Regions from separate parts of the Zea mays genome. Here region 1 is linked to region 2. A link is a contact called in public Hi-C data. All regions are on one chromosome and are shown on one strand. The core of a region is the stretch at or near the end of the contact, and the rest is flanking DNA. Distances in the headings are between cores, read along the strand shown.

Evidence for each region. A called contact is a pair of places that touch in the nucleus more often than the background predicts.
Region 1: a contact with region 2 is called in a Hi-C map of leaf, with 6 times the contacts expected there. The contact joins the promoter of LOC100275180 here to the promoter of LOC100274208 in region 2. A contact is called at or near these places in 3 of 25 Hi-C or Micro-C datasets (ear and leaf).

The regions. Positions count from the first base shown.
Region 1 is chr1:230,596,981-230,603,005 of Zm-B73-REFERENCE-NAM-5.0, forward strand. It overlaps LOC100275180 (putative domain of unknown function (DUF641) containing family protein), which reads right to left and starts at 2,495. Exons shown (of 1, transcript NM_001149330.1): 1 at 572-2,495. The coding sequence starts at 2,299. The coding sequence ends at 887.
Region 2 is chr1:230,353,713-230,359,106 of Zm-B73-REFERENCE-NAM-5.0, forward strand. LOC100274208 reads right to left here and starts at 2,195. Exons shown (of 17, transcript NM_001148580.1): 1 at 1,949-2,195; 2 at 1,773-1,846; 3 at 1,337-1,387; 4 at 1-82. The coding sequence starts at 1,837.

The DNA.
Region 1 (6,025 bases), core at 1,245-3,744, 240 kb after region 2:
TCAATGGAAAGAGGAGGAGCGCCGAGGAAAATTATTAGATCCGAGGACGTCGATGATTGTATCTACGTACGCGAGTCCACGACGGAATCGGAATTAGGCGACTAGCTTTCTTGGGACAACGGACGGAAGATACGGGTGACACCGTGACAGGAGAGAAGAATCCAGAATCCTTTCTCCAAACGGGACGAAGAAAAGTGTGTTACCTGCTGAACCCAGCCCCTTTCTGGAGCTCAACAAGGCGCTAAGCATGTCTTCCGGACAGAAGGCATGTGTGCCACGCTGCCTACCTGATCGACTGGCCTCTCGATCCAGGATGATTTTGCAGCCATTTAGCATGTCATGGAAAGAACACTCTGACGTAACGGACTAAACGGTAGTTGCATATCGCGCAGCAGACGGGGTCAGCAGTATTGAATGCCGAACGTGCTTATATGCTGCTGCAGTTCTGAATCGACCGGACGACAGGAAAAGGATCTGGGGGAGGAGAACTATGGCAAGGTAGCACTCATTAATCAGTAGGACAATGCATTAGCTGGTTTTCTTCTAAATATATAAGAGGCCCGCGAGCACGTACTCCCTCATAAATATACATTTACAGATGGAATCGACCTACACACAAATAATTAAGTTACCCAAGATCAGATGGTAATAACCCTTCGACTCTGTTAGAACACAAAGCTCTCTTCACCCGTTGACCTTTGTACAGCCCACAAAAAAAACAAAACTAAATCAAAAGATAAATAGCTTTCTTTATACTCATCATCGAGCAGCGACTTCGATCCTGCAGGTTATTTCCACGCACTGTTCTTGATCGCCTTTACATAACCTCCTTTTTCTTTGGGAATGTACAGTTTCCTTTCTTTGCCTGTATAGTTTCCACTCCAGCTCAAACCGAATCTGTAATGTCTTCTTCCCTCTTCCCGTGATCCAGATACACCGTACACTGGATCACTGTCCCTCCGAGCCGGAAGCCCGGCACCACCGTGAACCCGACCTTCGGCCGCACCGGCTTCCCGGGCTCCTTGCTCCCCGCAAAACACTTCTTCGACCGGACAATGTTCTCCATGTACACCGTCGAGAACTCTGCGCCCCGGCCGACCTGGAATATGCCGACTGCGGGGTCGTATGCCCAGGCTAACCTGTGGAGTGTCCAGATCGAGCTTGCCATTGCGACGAACAGCTCGTAGAGTGGGCCGGCCACGCTCACCACCGGCAGTGTCCCGCACTCTGAGTTCCCGAACAGTGAGGACTCGATGCCTGGATGGATCAGCTGTCTGTACTTGCGGTCGCAGAATCGGGCAAAGTCACAGTCCGGGCTAGAATTCATCAGCTCCATGGGATCTGCATCTGAGTGCTCGATGAATTGCTGCAGTGACTCGTTCCTGCGGGCTGCCAGCTGGGTTCCTCCAAGCTCCGTGGTGTCGGCTGTGGCGCCGAACTGGTAGGAGTCGAAGCCGTCGAACATGGAGAGGCAGACGCGGGAGAGGAGCGCGTAGCGGCAGTGGCCGGACTTGGAGTAGGCGACGCCAGGGTAAGCGGCCTCTGCGGCCGCGGCCAGGTCCCACCCAGCGCACCGCAGGACCTCGGCAAGCGCGCGGGCGAACCGGTGCGCGACGCGGAGCGCCTCGCGTAGGACGGAGTCGAAGACGCCCGCGGACAGCATCGCGCCGACGGCGTCCCCGCCCGGCGGAGGCGCGAGCGCGCGGTCGAGGCGGCCCGCGAGCCGCGCGTTGGCGTCGTCGAGCGCCTCGAGGTCCAGCCGCAGCGCGGCGGCCGCGGCGTCCTTGGCGTCGAGCGCGGCCTGTAGGCGGTTCACCACGGCGTCGAACGACCGCAGCAGTGCCTGGTTCTCGCGCACCTGGGCCTCGAGGTGCGCCGTGAGGGCCCCGCCACCGTCCGTCACGGGCGGGCCCACCGGCCCGCTCCTCGCGATCCGCTTGAGCTCCGACAGCCTCCGGAGGTGCGACACAGCGGCGGCGTCCGCGGCCGCCGCCGCATCCGGCAGGAACGGCGCGTGGGCGGCCTGCAGGTGCAGGTACGCCGCCTGGAACGACGAGGCCGTCGCAAGCGCCGCGGCGACGGCGGCCTCCTGCCCGGACGCCGCCTTCCCCTCCCCATCCGCGCTAGGGTTAGGGTTCGGCGGGTCGGGCTTCAGCACGACCACCCGCTGCCAGGCAAGGACCCCATCCGCCCCCGGCGCCGGAGAGCGCGCTAACCGGTCGGCGTCCTCGTCTTCGTCCTCCTCGGCGAAGAACTCGATGGTCTTGGTCTTGAACGCGAGCGCGAACTTGTGGAGCATGGCTACGCCCGCCGCCGCGCGCTCGGCGCGCTCTTTGTCTCCGCCGCCGAGCGGGGCGGGTTGTCGGCGACGCGAATTGCGGGAGTGCAGAGGTGGGGGATGGAGGTGAGTGGTGGGTGTGGGTGGTTCGGGGCGGTGGGACGGCGAGGAGTTGGGGGCGGTGGAGGGAGAACGCGAGCGAGGAGTGCGGGATCTGGGAAGGAGAGCTGGAGGCACGAGCGCACTTGAGCAAAAGAAGCAAGGCTGTCTGCGACCGTTCGGTACGAATTGGGGAAAAGGATACTTCTACGCTTCCGTGATGGAGGTTTCTGTTTTGACGCACAGATGAACACACAAGAACATCTCATATTGGAGTCTCAAGTATAGAACGTTTGCAAAATTGGCAGCTCTACTGTCTAGTTTGGAAACACTATTTTCCAAAGCATGTGCTTTGAAATTGGTGTTTCCAAATTAACCCTTATAGGAGACAAAAGCCAACAGTTTCACGTGAGTTGTTAAGCTATCTTTAACTGTCTATCTTTATAATCATATTCAAACTCTATTTTATGAATAATACAATTTACAGTATAAAATAATATTTTAGGTAAACAGTAAACTGCTGGACACGATATTAAAATAACCACACAGGATAAGTATATAGTTTAAATTAATTTAGTCGTGGACCATCAAAGCCACAAGGGCCACAAGGTGGAACCGTAAAGTCGTCCAGATGGTCCTCGACACTTACCAATCCAAAAAACAACATCTATCTTTGAACATGTCGATACGGCAAGAATTGGTCTACTACACCGTTCAATCATGCGAACATCGAATTCAGATTAAACTTCTAAAAAAAACTCATCCACTGGACTCGTGTGGAACTGGAACCTGACTCCGGAGGTGAAATCAAAAAATAAAAACTCTCCTCACTGCCATAGTAAGCTAACAGGTTCGTTGACTTTGACTACCCCGAGCTCTTTCTCAAAAGGCGATCTGCCCCCTCATTGGATTGAGCTGTAGTAGTAGGCCTGTAGCGGAGCAGGCCAGAGGCATCATCAACCCACGCATTGGCCTTGACCATGGCCAGGGCGGCAGTTCACCTAACTGCCTATCTGGCGCTCTGGCCCCCAGGTGTCAGGCTCTACCAGTTAGTACACGCTTGGAGCAGCGGCTGGCTTGGCTTGGGCGTTCTGTTCGTCTCCTTTGCCTGGTCCGATGCGGGTGGCTTTGTTCCGTTGCGCTCGTGAGCATTCAACTGTCACGGGCGAGGGATTCAGGCTGGTGGCCTGCGTTGCTCTTGCTAGTCCACGATGAAAGCGACTCACAGAGAGGCTTACCAGTTACCAGCCACAGTTTTTGGGGCCCCCCTTTGGTGATCTTGGATCCTAGCTTCCTTGTCTGTATGGGCCACGCACTAGGAAGTGAAGCGGACCTAGCTTGCTGCTACTTTAGAGTACCTCAGTAGAGCTAGAGACTGGGGACAAAAATATATACACACCCCTGTCTTCTACAGTAGTACAGGAATTGCATGATTAGTGTGTTATCCGTGATCTCGATGAATAATAAGAAGCGTCGAAGCTGAGCCACCACTGGTGATGAAAAGATTATTCGCTCAAACTGTCTTGGTCTGCGAGATTGAGAGCACACTTTCGCCTCGAAATCCCATGCAAAAAAAGTTCTCTTGATTCTCGAAGATCTATTAGTGCAAGATGACACCGGCAATAGTTGGCACATCCTTCTCAGCAGCGGTGCAAGCCGAGAGGATTCTTTTGTCCCCCTCTGCAAAAGCGCAAATGGGCAGCGCACTCCTCTCTATCTGCTGCCGTAGATCCCCATCCTGTCGCCCCAGAATCCCCGCCCCTACCGCGTGGCTGCATAGTGCATACACCGGAAACTTATACCTTATAGAGCGCCGGCCGAAGCCACGAGCCCATGGATACGCCGAAGTGGCGAGCGGTTGGCATCATCGCACTCCACACCTGTGAAATCAATCATTGTTTGGTAGTGGTAGATCAGATATATGCACTGCTTGCTTTCCTTTCTGTGTGCTGTGCGGCTGTGACTCTGTGCCTTGTGTTGTGTTTGCTTATGACTTTTTTTTGGGTACTTGGTGTGGGTTGCTTTAGTAAGTTAATCTAGTGTTCTCAGTGACGGGCATAATTAAAGGCGAGGGGGACGAGCCGTTGCAGATTGGCAGTGGCTGGGAGACTCTGGAGTCTGGATAGAAAAACCTAACCCTTTGACCTGGAGATGTATTGTTTAAGCCAGACCTGCAGATTGCAGCATAAAAGGTGTCTTTTAATGCTTGTTTAAGAGTAAGAGTAATGGAGTGGATTAAGTGAGCTAGAATTTCTCACTATTTAAAATAGTAATGGATTCTAGCTCTCTCAATCATTTTCATTATGCTTGCTCTCAAACAAATCCTTATAGGAACTTTTTTAATTTCGTGAGACAAGTTCAATAGCATTGTTCAGCCTTCTCCCTTTTTATCAGTTAGAAAAAACGACCTATTCTTTACTACTAGAGAGAGGGTAAAATTGAACAGTTGATAGAGGCTCAGATTTAGAAACGTCTTATTCATTACCACTAGAGATTGACAAAATTGTTTGGCCCATGTTTTCTGCCCCTGGCAACTATGGTGAGATACCCCAATTCTGATGATAAAAAGAAAAGGAATAGCCAAATTTATATGGATACAGAACACCTCAGTCACCGCTGGGCTGATAGAATTTTTTTTGCTAGTTCAGTAATACTGCTTAATTTTTATCTCCCGGTTGGCGAAGCTAGAGCAAACTTGACATGATTACCTTATGAGTACATAGACACTGCGTGATGGAGGTGCATATTGTTGAGCGCCGTATTGAGCGGCCGGACGGTCCGGCCCTGAGGCCGGACGGTCCGCGGTCCGGACAGTCCGCGCCTGTGGGCCGGACGGTCCGCGCATGCGCAGAGCAGTTTAGGGTTCCGAGTTTTGTGCTATGTTTGTTGGCTAGATTTGCGGAATTAACACGGAATCCAGTCGTGTAAAGGGTCCAGCCCCCCTCCTCTATATAAAGAGAGGTCTACGGCCGATTTGTAATCATCAACAATCGAATCAATACAACTTTTATTCGCATTTTATCCTACGAGTAGTTCTAGTCTAGTTTAGGTTTAGCCTCTCGATCCCTAAATTCTCCGCCTCTCTTCGACTCTACGCTGATTAGAGGAGTCTAGGTCGGCCGGCCCGAGCCTAGACGAATCCTAGGATCTCTCCTCCCCGACGGGGTCCCTCCCGGGAGCGAGATCCAGGCGCCGTCGGCGATTTCCGCCGCCTCTGCGTACGCGCGGACCGTCCGGCCCCTAGGGTGCGGACCGTCCGGCCGTCAGGCAGAGAAGCCTCAGCTGCGCACCAGGCCGCGGACCGTCCGGCCCCTGGCCGCGGACAGTCCGCCCCTGCGCAGAGAATACCACCACGCCTCGCACCAGGCCGCGGACCGTCCGGCCCTGCGCGCGGACCGTCCGCCCCTGTGCAGAGGGCACCGCCGCCGGTTCTTCTTGAGTATTTGGCGCTCCGAAAAGGCGTCAACATACTTTTTGGCGACTCCGCTGGGGAAGACAAATATAGACGCATCAAATCGGCCCTCAATGGCCGGTTCAAGAGATAGCTCTGATATTTCCCTAAGCAACATCATAAAGCCGACTTGGGAGACCTTGCCGGCTGACGAACAGCTCCAATTCGAGGAGCACAAGGAGCGTATGATCCAGGAG
Region 2 (5,394 bases), core at 945-3,444:
AGACTGCTGGGATGCCGGTGCACCAGGCTTTGGGTGAACAGATTTGTGAGAGCTCCATGCTGCCCTAAAACAATCCTGTGTGCTGCAAATGGTTTGTGGACACAAAAGAATTTTATGCTTTTACTAGTTAAAAAATGGTGAAGGAGCAACACATGAAGCATAATTGTACCCTGCACTGTATACCAGCACTTCCAATGGATGCTTTGATATTAAAAGATGTGTTTAACTACCATACCCACTAATAAAGGTATCTAAAGCTATTTACTAACTTCATACTCATTGATGATGAAGTTTCCACATAAGGCCATATCAAAATGATACATGAACCTTTAAATTATGTAGAAAGGTTTATGCTCTGTGATGTTAACTTGTTAAGACAATAAGACTAGCTGATACCCATTGTTTTCAGATCGTCCGACTAATCGCGATTAGTCGTGATTAGTCGAGCTGATCGGTACTCTGTGCTCGATAAGGGTGTTCGATTCGATTAGGGTGGCTGATCGTCCATATCGTCTGATTAGGCGACAATATGGAATGGCTAATCGACTAGCAACCGATCAGTCGCGGTTAATAAGGCCCGGGTAGTCCAACAGTCTGTTTGACTGGACTGGCCCATTATTAGTAGAGGTAGCCGCCCCCAGATCTTCTTGTCTCTTCATCTTCCCTGCCGGCTGGGTGAAAACACCCTTCTCAGTTCTCTCTTCCCAGCTCCCTTCCCTCTCCCTTCAAGGTTCCAACACCCTTCTCTCTACACCAGCTGGGAGAAAACACAGGGACTGGAGATGAGCTCCTCATCTGAAAAGGTATATGTCTGAACTCTGAAGTCTCCAGTTAAGACTGAACTTTTATCATTTGAGACTGAACTCTGAAATCTCCAGTTAAGACTGGACTTTTCTCATTTTAGATTGAACTCTGAAGTCTCCAGTTAAGACCGAACTCTGATGTCTGAACTTTTCTCATTTCTTTGTTCGCTTCAGACTTCAGTTTAGTTAAGACTTCTGAAGCTCTGAAGCTCCTGTCTTGAGTTCAGTTTAGTTTAGTTCAGACTTCAGTTCAGACTATATATCTATATAATATATATATATATATAGTGTTATATATGACTACATGTCTATATATACATATATATGTCCTGCAAATATACAGGACGACCAGGGGGACGATTAGGTTCGATCAGGGGCGACTAATCGCCCTGATCGTCGCCTAATCGTCCAGTGGGGTCGATCAGGCAATCTGAAAACAATGCTGATACGCATCCATCCTGACTCCTGAGAACTTCCTACTATCATGATGTTCCAATGCAGTAAAACAGAAACGAGAGAAGCTTGTCACTGACCAGAAAGCTGCATTCTCACGCGGTAACTTAAGTTCGACACACTTGGGGCATCTGAAAATCAAAACAACAGAGCATAAGCAATTACTTAAAGAAATCAACATGTCTACTACGTGCTACTTTCCAAACTATAACTCTGTTTTTGCAGCCGAATATCACAGCAATCAGAGCCACCCTGGTTCTGCTTTGATGTTCTAACTAAAAGCAGATGAGAGCTAAGATAACCAATTTTTCTACAATTTATACTAAATGGCGTCACAACAAAGCTGCGTCAAGCATCAGATCCTATTACTAGCTGGACCGGTGTAGAGCTTCGAAGCAAGACGCAGCGGGAAAACTCGGCAGCAGGTGCCAAGCAAAACGCGGCGGGAAGAAGTCGACAGCAGATCGCTGCGGAGAGAGGAAGCGGTATGTTCCAGAGGAGGAGAGAAAAACGCACTGAAGCTGAGCGGGCTTGCCGCAGCGAGCGCAAGGGGGCGACGCCTCCGAGGCTCCTTTCTCCATCCCTGCTGCCTGCACCACGCCAGTTGGATCAGGTGGATCAGTAGACTGCTCACTGCTGGACCGGGCGGGAAGTACGCGGAGAACAGCAGAGAAGGGTCCCGTCCAACTCACCTGTGGCGGTGGAGGCTAGGGTTCCGGCGGCGCGTGTAGCGGCGGACACGAGGGGAAAAGAAGGAGGTGGACGGGTCAGCCGAGGAGACGGGCAGTTCCCCTCCAGGTTTGTACGCTTCCTCTGGGAGGAAGGAGCAGCCCGGGATCTTTGTGGACACTGCACAGTCAGGGGCTCAGGCTGGTGACCAAATCAGTTCCCCTCCAGACCACCACCCCATGGGACCCTGTTCCCTGGTGCTGTTTGGACTTTGGAGGCAGGGGAGGGGAAACCATTCCACACTGCTGTTTTTTAATGTAATGACATGAATTTTGTCTCTCAATTAAAAAAATAATTGACCTGTAACTCAAAACCTATACGGAACGCACAAACAACTTTGACAATAACAACCCTATACACAATGTCCATCTTTAGTCTTCGTTGCCGAGCTGAACACAGGTGATGAGCAGCTCCGACTCCCTAAGACAGGCACAACAAGGCCAAAGGAAACACGACGACGAGAAGTAAGACTGGGCGCGTCATCGTTGCTAAGCCACGAGACACCTCACTCAGGACATCTTTGATTCTTCACCAGTGAGACTTCCAAAAAATTGATCCTCTGCCCTGCCCAGCCAAAAGCCTCACCTTTGAAGCTATTGGGCACCAAATTGAGTGTGGCGGATGGTCCGGCCCTGAGGCCTGACAGTCCGCGATCCGAATGATCCGCGCCTGTGGGCCGGACGATCCTCGCGTGCGCAGAACAGATTGGGGTTCCGAGTTTTGTGCTACGGTTGTTAGCTAGATTCGCGGAATTAGCTCGGAAATTAGTTTGTAAAGGGTACAGCCCCCCTCCTCTATAAATAGAGAGGTATACGGCCGATTTATAATTATCAATCGAATCAATAACACTTCTATTTCGCATTTATTTCCTAAGAGTAGTTCTAGTCTAGTTCTAGTTTAGCCTCTCTTCCCCAAAATCTCCGCTTATCTTCGACTTTACGTCGATTAGAGGAATCTAGGTCGGCCTGCCGAGCCTAGACAACTCCTAGGATCTCTCCTCCCCGACGGGGTCCCTCCCGAGAGCGAGATTCAGGCGCCGCCGGTGATCTTCCGCCGCCCCTGCGCACGCACGGACCGTCCGGTCGTCAAGCAGGAAACCCTAGCATCGCACCAGGTCGCGGACCGTCCGGCCCCTGGCCGCGGACCGTCCGCCCCTGTGCAGAGAGTACTGACGCTGGTTCGTGTTGAGTAATTGGCGCCCCAAAAAGGTGTCAACATACTTTTTGGCGACTCCGCTGGGGACGATACATCTAGACCCATCAAATCGGTCCTCAATGGCCGGTTCAATGGATAGTTCTGAAGTCTCCCCCAGCAACATTATAGAGCCGACTTGGGAAACCTTGACGGCTGACGAACAGCTACAGTTTGAAGAGCATAAGGAGCAGCTGATTCAAGAGGCGAGGGCGAAGTTCCTGGCCAACTTCAAGGTGGACAGAAACAATAAAGTCGTTCGACAACGGGCGACGGATCCGGCTTCGCTCCGACCCACACCAGATATCCCCAATGTAAGTAACACAAACGAGCTACAATCTCTTAAGAATTATGTAGATGAATAGCGAGAACAAATGCAAAATATCATAGGGGGTATGCAAAACGATTATAGGAGACTAGTACGTGCATTTGATAAATCTAGTATAGAAAATTTTCCTTCGCACGAGGTTGAATTAGGGGGTAATGTTGGGGCGAAGGCATAGCCGCCACCCTCCGCTCGAAGTCCTCGCCGGTGCCGCTGGTCCGACGAAGACAAAACGGGCAGGGACACCCTTCGCCCGGTACGACGCCAGACAAAGGCCTGCGACGAGGTCCTCCCACCGTGCGGCCTCGTCCAGTTCGGAGGCCCACGTACGATCCGGCCCATTGTAACGGGCCCTGCGCGGTCGCTGTGTGCTACGGGCCTCATTTGTAAAGGCATTCCTGTAATTACGGTCTGTAACCCTGCTTTATGGGAATATTCTGGGGATAACCTGGGTAGCTGAGGGCACATGCGTCCTCAACACAAGGCGCTGGGCGCTCAGGTACCTATAAATACCCCCGCACAGTGCCCGTGTGAGGCGAGATGAACAGAGCTATTGCCTCCTAGCATGTAACCCTGTTGTCACCACTGTTCACCCTTGTTGGCCTCCTTGCGTTTGAGAGCAAGTTCCAACATTTGGCGCCCACCGTGGGGCACGAACCCACGACCACAAGGTTAAGAGTCAGGCGGACATTTGGCGCCCACCATGGGGCACGAACCCATGACCACAAGGTTAAGAGTCAGGCGGACATTTGGCGCCCACCGTTCGTGCTACGACAACACCACCCGCGATGGCACCCAAGAGAGCTAACCCGAAGGCTGACGAGGCTGCGAAGGCAGCACTGCTTGCCGCAAGAAAGGGCAAGGCCCTCGCCCTCACCCAATCCACCCACCAAGAGCCCACTGAAGACAATGTTCCCCGCACCTGCGAAGACGACACCTTCCGCACCTGCGGGCCCGAAGGACAATCGCAGCCGCCCCCAGGCTTCGCCCCACTGGAAGGCGCAGACCTCACCGAGGACGGCGAGGTCCTCGGCGTCTCAACAGAAGAACAGCTACAGCTGCGCGCCCTACGCCTCAAGAACCGCAATCTCCAGAGGCAGAAAGAGATACTGGAGGCCAAGCGCCAGCGTGTGTCCGCACTAGCCAAGGTGCGGCAAATGATACGCGACGAGGAGCAGAAGGCCCAAGACCTCGAACGCGAGATCGCGCTAATGCAGCGCGAAGGCCACCTTGGCCTGCACCAAGAGCCACCCCTCCAGCAACGCGCACAACCGGAAGACACGCGCGAAGGCCACCTCGGCCTGCAGCATGGGCCACCCCTGCAACACCGAGCACAGCCGGAGAACCCGCGTTTCCCCCAGCGTGACTACACCTTCCAGCACGCCGCGCCATTCCAAGGGGTCAACTACCTCGACGAGCGAAGTCCCCTGGCGCCTCACCTGCAAGTGATGCCTTGGCCAGCTAACTTCCGAGCAGGGACCTATCCCAAGTACAACGACAGCACCGACCCGGCGCAATACATAATGAGTTATCAGGTCGCCGTTGCATCCGCCGGAGGGGACGACGCCACAATGGCAAAGTCTTTCATCATCGCCCTAGAGGGCCCAGCACTCACCTGGTTCACCAGGTTGCCTCCGCTGTCCATTGATTCATGGAGAAGTCTCAGGGACAAGTTCCTGCTCAACTTCCAAGGGTACCGCCCAGACACTGACGCCTTGGCCGAGCTCTCGCTTTGCAAGCAGCTGGAAAAGGAGACCTTGCGGGAGTATTACCGCAAATTCTTAACACTCAAGTCACAGCTGCCCTCCGTCGATGATCAGATCGCTATCCACTACGCCATCAGTGGACTTCGTGTCGGCGTCCTCTACAGTCATTGTATCAGAGATCCACCCA